2 separate regions of the Xenopus laevis genome follow, and region 2 is linked to region 1. Evidence: chromatin contacts called from public Hi-C data. All regions are on one chromosome and are shown on one strand. Each heading gives the region's core, a stretch centred on a gene start, on an enhancer-like site or on the middle of the called end of the contact. The rest is flanking DNA. Distances are from core to core; before and after follow the strand shown.

What was found. Hi-C and Micro-C count contacts between places; a contact is called where the count stands out from the background.
Region 2: a contact with region 1 is called in a Hi-C map of the XTC cell line, with 5 times the contacts expected there. The contact joins the promoter of hoxd8.L here to the enhancer-like site in region 1. A contact is called at or near these places in 2 of 4 Hi-C or Micro-C datasets (the XL177 cell line and the XTC cell line).

What each region holds. Positions count from the first base shown.
Region 1 is chr9_10L:77,840,748-77,844,268 of Xenopus_laevis_v10.1, reverse strand. agps.L (alkylglycerone phosphate synthase L homeolog) reads left to right here. Exons shown (of 20, transcript NM_001093104.1): 2 at 1,122-1,211. Among protein-coding and RNA genes, the nearest start is that of agps.L, 28 kb to the left of the region's middle. Within about 2 kb of position 2,013, at least 2 of the 7 cell types and tissues checked have an H3K27ac peak or open chromatin away from gene starts, as enhancers often do.
Region 2 is chr9_10L:78,529,423-78,532,943 of Xenopus_laevis_v10.1, reverse strand. It overlaps hoxd8.L (homeobox D8 L homeolog), which reads left to right and starts at 1,876. Exons shown (of 2, transcript NM_001089872.1): 1 at 1,876-2,321. The coding sequence starts at 1,913.

The sequences.
Region 1 (3,521 bases), core at 764-3,263:
ACTGCTGTCTCGCACTCAAAGATCAGATGTCAGCAGGGAGCGTAAGGATTGTTTGTTGGTTTGTTTTGTTTACAAGCTCTGAAACTTTCCTATCCAAACTGAAGAAAACATGGAATTGTTTGTAACGAACCATAAAATACCCCTGGGGGGCAAATGTGCTCAGGCTCATCTCCAAGACTAGATTCACCAGGTGCCCAAGATAATATTTCTCCAGTAATCATGTTCACTGGGTCCTGAACACAAACTCTTATTTGATAAATACAACTACCAGCGCCAAAAGGAACAAATCCTTCCCGTTCTGTTAAAGAAGCCCTTGTTCTAGAAGGAATCCAGCAGTGTGCTGCCAGCATTCTTTTCTTCTGTGCACATTATTCAGCAGAACCCCATGTGGGCCAAGGCATCGTCCTATTGTGTTTCCATTGGTTCTGGGACAAAGAAATAATTCCATTATTAAGTTAAAGGTTTGTTGACTGTAACAACAGCAGAGAACAGTTCAGTTACGATATGTGATAAAGGGAAAATAAACCACCCTAGACATGAGCTCATTCAGCCTGCATAAATGAACATTGTTTGAAAACTAAAGACATATATTTTTCCATAGAGATACAGGACTTCTCAGATTGAGAGGACACAGGGAGGGGTGGTGGTACAATATTTTTTAATAATACACAAAAGCCATGAATATCTTGTAAATTATATCCTTATAAACGGTGAGTTCTGATGTCATCAGTTATAAACGGTGAGTTCTGATGTCATTTCTGTCACATGACTCACAGAAATTTGTGTATTATAATTAATAAAGTACCCCCGGTTGTAAAATATGAGGATATTAGAAGTTACCTCGGAGTTCCATGACCTTCGGCCTCGTGTTTTTATATGGTCATGAAACTCCTCGGTAACTTATAATATCCTTATATTTTACAAGAGGGGGTACTTTATTCACTATATAATGCACACATTTCTATGAGTCATGTGACACAAATGACATCACTAAGCACCAATTATAACTAATGCCATTAGTAAGCACCATTAATAAGGATATCATTTACTGTAACGTATTGTGACACAACCAATGAGAGTGTCCTGCTTGACTCTTACATTTTGATTTTGAATTTTTACAGGCAAGAAGTCCTGAAGTGGAATGGATGGGGATATAATGATTCCAAATTCACTTTCAATAAAAAGGGGCAAGCTGAATTCACTGGCAAAAGGTAAGACTGCAAATTTATGTGGCACTGTTTCAGTCTGATAAAATGCTTATTTTTCATTATCACTATCAACAGAGTGTGCTGATCCTATATATATATATATATATCCTATATATATATTTCCCAATAAGGGTTAAACTTCTCAGGAGATTTTGTGGGATGGTGTTGCCTTGACAAATGCATATCATATGTAGTTGCATGGGTCAGAGTATAATGGGACTGATACAAAAACCTGATGTGTAAACTGCATTGGAAATTTTCCATCTGTCACGACAAAACTGTTGCATGAGAGATGCTGCTTCTTCATCCGACAAGATAAAATCTGATGGTGTCTGACCGACTTTATTTTTCCATTGAAATACATAGAATGTTGGATGTAGATGCATGAACAAATTATTCCCACCAACTTATCTGGTTCGACTTTACATTCTAGTTATAGGTGGATCAGATCTCATAGAATCCCACAAGTCTTGTGCTGTTGCATGACAAAATCAAATAAAATCTGACCCATAAATTCTGATCATAACCTCCTGTCTAGTTTTACCCTAAGGTTCAAAACATGGAGTTGAATTCTCATTTAATGGCTGCTAACTAGCATAACATTTATATTCTCTGCCAGAAGGTGGTGCTGTGGTACAATAAAGATAGCTGTGTGAATGGGGAACCTACAAATGGTTAATTAAAGAAGGTGGCGCTATGGAAATTCAACAGATGATGTCATGTTTTTTCCTTATCCAATGGTGTTAACAGTTTTTTCATAAATCACTCCCACTGTCCAATAGCCTTGTAGTCCTCAAATCTCAGCCCACCGATCCTTCAGCCTATCCGAACTTCCATGCAGCTTTGGTGCCGCCCCAGGGGTGTAAGCTGAAGTATGGAGCCTTTGGAAGCAGCTGTGAATTGTATAAGAGAAGCCAGTTCTAAATTCAATATAACCCCAGCAGATGTCAGAGTATTCTGCAAAACCACACACACAGCATTGCACACTCTGGTCTGTTGCAAAGGAAAAAACATTTATTTGTGAACCAATGTTTCTCAGACCGTTATCAAATTCAAAACGTTGGTTCACATAAAAACGTGTTTTTTTGTAATAGCACAATTCCTTAGTCGTGTGTGTGTGTGTGTGTGTGTGTGTGTGTGTGTGTGTAAATCTGGACAAGGTTAACCTGTGGTGCTTGTCTTTCAGCAGTATCCCACCAGCAACTGGCTGGATAGTTAAGCGTTATAGTTCAGCAACATCCTCAGAGCTGCTGGTTGCACATACATAAAATTCAATATAGCAACATGCCATGGGACAGAAAGGCTTGGGTCGCATACATGTATATGTATTTATCAAGGGCTGGTATAGCCAGAAACGTTGTCTTGCTAGTGGCACGAATAAAAGTTTGAATCACTGATCGGAGTGCTGCTGGAATTAACCTGTGCAGAGAGGAATACAGCTTGCGCCCAACGCTCCAAACAGTGCATTAGTGTAATTGTGGCATTTCCTTTTGCTAAAAACCATTTAAACATTTAATAAAACCAACAGGATTATTTTGTCACCTATGTGGATTCGTGCAGCTTAGTTACATCATGTGCACGGTACTGGTTCATTGTTCAAAGGAAATAATTTTTAAAAAACTAGAATTATTTATTTTAAATGGACTTTATGGGAATTGGCCCGTTATTAGGAGATTTCTGGATAATGGTTTTTCCAGATAAGGTATCCCATACCTGTAACTATATGACCAATATCCCCAATTTACATACAGCAAGAGTAAATAGAAATATTCTGTAAATTCTTTCAGCATTTCCTAATTTTGTAACCATTTATCAGTTTTACAGTAGATATGTTATCTCTTAAAGGTACTTCTATTACCTTCTGGTGATTCTCAACCCTGCTGGCAAACCCACTTTACCAGAGATTGGAGAAATAGACCAAAAGCTCTGTTTATTTGTTTGTCAGTTTTCCCACTTTATTTTTCTATTTCTGTTTGTGGAAATAGTCTTGTGTTTGTGCAAAAGAAGCCTGTATATGTGCTTTTAACCACAGAAACAACTGTGAGCTATTATTTTCTGCATAGTCCCCCCCTCTGCTTCCGGACATAATGCAGCCTTTGTCCAGAAGTGCACCATGCTTAAAAGTAACTGGAAACGGCAAGTAAATTTAGGATATCACAATATTTGCTACATGAGAAAAATCAGGTTGTTGTCCGGTTCTCAAGCGATGGCAAGGGGAGATATATTTGTATATGTATATACACGCCTGTGGTTCAGCTGGCACGGCCTGATATGTCAGCCCTCTGTTCCCATTGGTCAGCCTTATCGCAAACG
Region 2 (3,521 bases), core at 627-3,126, 690 kb before region 1:
ATCCCACTAAATAGTGACTGTCTATAGTATTTTACTACAGCCCCTCTGGCATTTACCAGAACCCACAGATTGCCAGTCCGTGCCTGCATCAGCCAATGTCTGTTCACGTATAGGCAAAACAAACCCTGGTGGCTTTCAAGTGCACAAAAGGGCCAGGACCCCTGCCCTCATGGGCCCTGCTGACCCAGGACCACTGTTTGGCTTTTCAGGACCCCAAACCTGGTAATTATTCAGTGGCCACAAGAGGGACAAAAGTACAAGTTTGGGGCAGGAGTAAGTTACATAATGGGGGCTGGAGGGTGGTGCTGGTTAAGGCAGGAAGGTACAATGTGGGGTAAGTTGCAATGGATGGTGGAGTTTGTGGCAGTGGGTAGTTTGACTTAGGTGGCAGTGGTGGGCTCATGAGTTGAAGAACCCAGTGGACCCTGGCTCACCCAGTCCAACACTGCAGTAGCCAATATGGGTTTGCATCATTGACTTATTTCTCTTTTGTTAAAAATTCTGGGTTCCCCAAACATTTTTACCTCATGGGCCACAATCGAAATGTATAAATAGTTGAAGAGCAATGCTAGCATGCAAAAAGTTCCTGAGGGTTGTCAAATAAGGACTGTGATTGGCTATCTAGTAGCCCTGGAGGCTCTGTTTGTCAGTACACCTGGTTTTTATGCAACTAAAACTTGCCTCCAAGTCAGGAATTCAAAAATAAGCACCTTATTTCAGGCCACTGGGAGCAAAATACAAGAGGTTGGTGAGCAACATATTATTCTGGAGCCACAGGTTGGGGATCATTGGTCTAATTAAACAGGTCTGAGCCTCTCAGCAAATATTTTACAGGGCCTGCGCCATTCCTCAAAACAGTGAAGATTATTTGTTTCACAGACATATAGAAATTGGATCTCCATCAGGACCCCAAATGAAACCCCCAAAAGCCTCTGGACTGCCTATTTAAATATTTTTTAAAAATACCTGATTTCATTGCATGTAATCTGATTAATACTTGCAATTATTTTTCTTTAGCAAATATCTTGTATTTTCATAAAATGACATGTTTAGGCCTATAGCACATGTTGAATTATGTTACTTTTACACTCTTGGGAAGTCCTGGGTTCTATTGCACATACTTTAAATATATGAGAAATGTTTTTCCTATAGAAGTCAGGTGAAGATCCCTGGTACCTGTTATAGATGCAGTTCAATAGGGAAGGGGGCTTTGACCTCTCTGGTTCCCCTAGTGGTCGGAGTACTGCCTTTGACATGCTGAGGTTTTGTTTCCTTTGCTTTGCCAAGTTTTCTTATTTCAGTCACTATAACAATTAATCTCAGAATTGGATCTGGGACCACAGTGGTCTGAAATGTCTGTTATATATATATGCACAGGATGTCAGACATAAAGTACAAGAGGGGTGGGGAGGGGGTGCATGTGTGTGTCTTAGCAGTTACTTTTATTTCTCAGATGTACAGTGTTTGTACAGATAAAATCAAGGATAGAAAAGGAGATGGCTATATACAAGCACACAGACCTGCACCAGGCGTTGGAGAAACATATTATTATATTACTAAACACATAGGATTCTGGGGCTCAGCACTAGCAATAAGGCGCATTAACGCCGCTTTGAATCTGTGCTCGGTTAATGCGCGAGTATCCCTCCGCCAGCTCTGTGGCCCCAGTCCCTGCGCTTCCTGGTATGTGGAGCACATTCCCACCCCCCGTGGGTCCTTGTGGTGCCTGAGGAGAAGTAATTGGAAAGTGCGGCCAGAGAGGGAGAGAAGTAGATGGGCGCAGTGTGCCTAATAGGAAATGGTGAGGGCAGTGAGGCAAGTCATTATTCCATAGCGCTCAGCAGGATGAGCAGCAGTGGGACTGGCGGTGTTGCTGGGCTCTAGTCACTCACTCGCTGCTGCTCCAGCCCACATGAGTTCCTACTTTGTCAGTCCCATGTATCCCAAATACAAAGACGCCATAAATCCAGCTTTCTACGAGTGTCCCTATGGGCAGGAGGTTGGCAGCAGCAGCAGCAGGGCCCCGTTGGTATATAGCAGCAGCAGCAGCGCCCCTCAGGACTACTACCACCACCACCCCGGGACCCTCCCGAGTCCAGGCTACCAGCCGGCACCCTGTGGGATTACTTGCCACGGTGACCCCTCTAAGCTTTATGGCTACGATCATTTCCAGAGGCAGCACATTTTTACGACCCATCAAGAGTCTGAGCCGGTCCAATATCCTGACTGTAAATCGCCCTGTGCGAGTGTTGGAGCGGATCCAGAGCACTTACATCAGAACTCGCCTGCGTCTCACATGTTCCCCTGGATGAGAGCACAAGGTGGGCGCAACGTGGGCTGTGGGACTGGGCATCTCCTGCACACACTGTGTACATGTCAGGGCAGCTCTCTGCTTTTTTTATACACACACACACATATACTACTTCATGCATGTGCAACATAACTCTGCCTCTCTCTCTCATCTACTCACACATTACACCCATAGTACACGCCAGAAGTACTCACCACTCTCCTTCACTTTACACATTAGTGTACACAACTCTCACCTTACAATCCGTGCAAACTGCACATACACGCAGCTCTGTCTTACACACTCATCTTCCTCTCACCCGCCCACACAGACACACACAATGTACATGTCATGCTAGGTGTACACATCACTTACATTACACCCAGTATACACACACAGCACTCTCTTTGTTTCTCCCTCTTACACACAGAGGACTTCTACAACATACTTACTGTACACAACACTGTCACACAAGTATATTGCATTTATTACACGTTAGGCATTCAGAACATTCTTAACCATGAATACATTCGTTGTGTGTGCTTAGTACTACCAGGTGTACTGTTGTACTTTGCTCATTCTGTCACTGTGTATATAGTATAGTTATCCCAGTGATTCACACAGCCCTCGCACACTAAACTCAGGTACATACAACTTAAACACACGTACAACTAGTGCCCACAATACATGAGTTCATCAGGGTACAAACATTCCCACAACCATGCTGCACATTTAGTTCATTCAGACACTGCATCAAATGTTTGGAATATGCATAGAATACAGTATACGGGTGTTTACAGCGCCTATATGTTATATATATGTGTGCACACAGCATTTGTACACACTCATTGAAACACACAAGCTAACACAAACACGAATACACTAAATTCATCTTTCGCTACAGATAAACGTATTTATGTGGGTATATGTGTATATACACAGAAATCACTAGTGATCAATATACTCCACATTTCAACACAAATACACAGGGCACAGTTGTGCTTGTATTCATGTATATGTTTTAATTAAAGAAGTAACAGGAGTCAGTACACAGAAGCTAAGGATGAGGCCCTTAGTACACAGGAGGTACACGCCATCCCAGTCCAAACTCCCCTTATAAAGTCTATGAGGGAAGGCAAAACATAGAAATAAGGAGCAAAGAGCACATCCCACTGTACTCACACAGTACACGTAGTAGTAAACGCGCAGGATCTGAGTGTCTCTCTCTCTG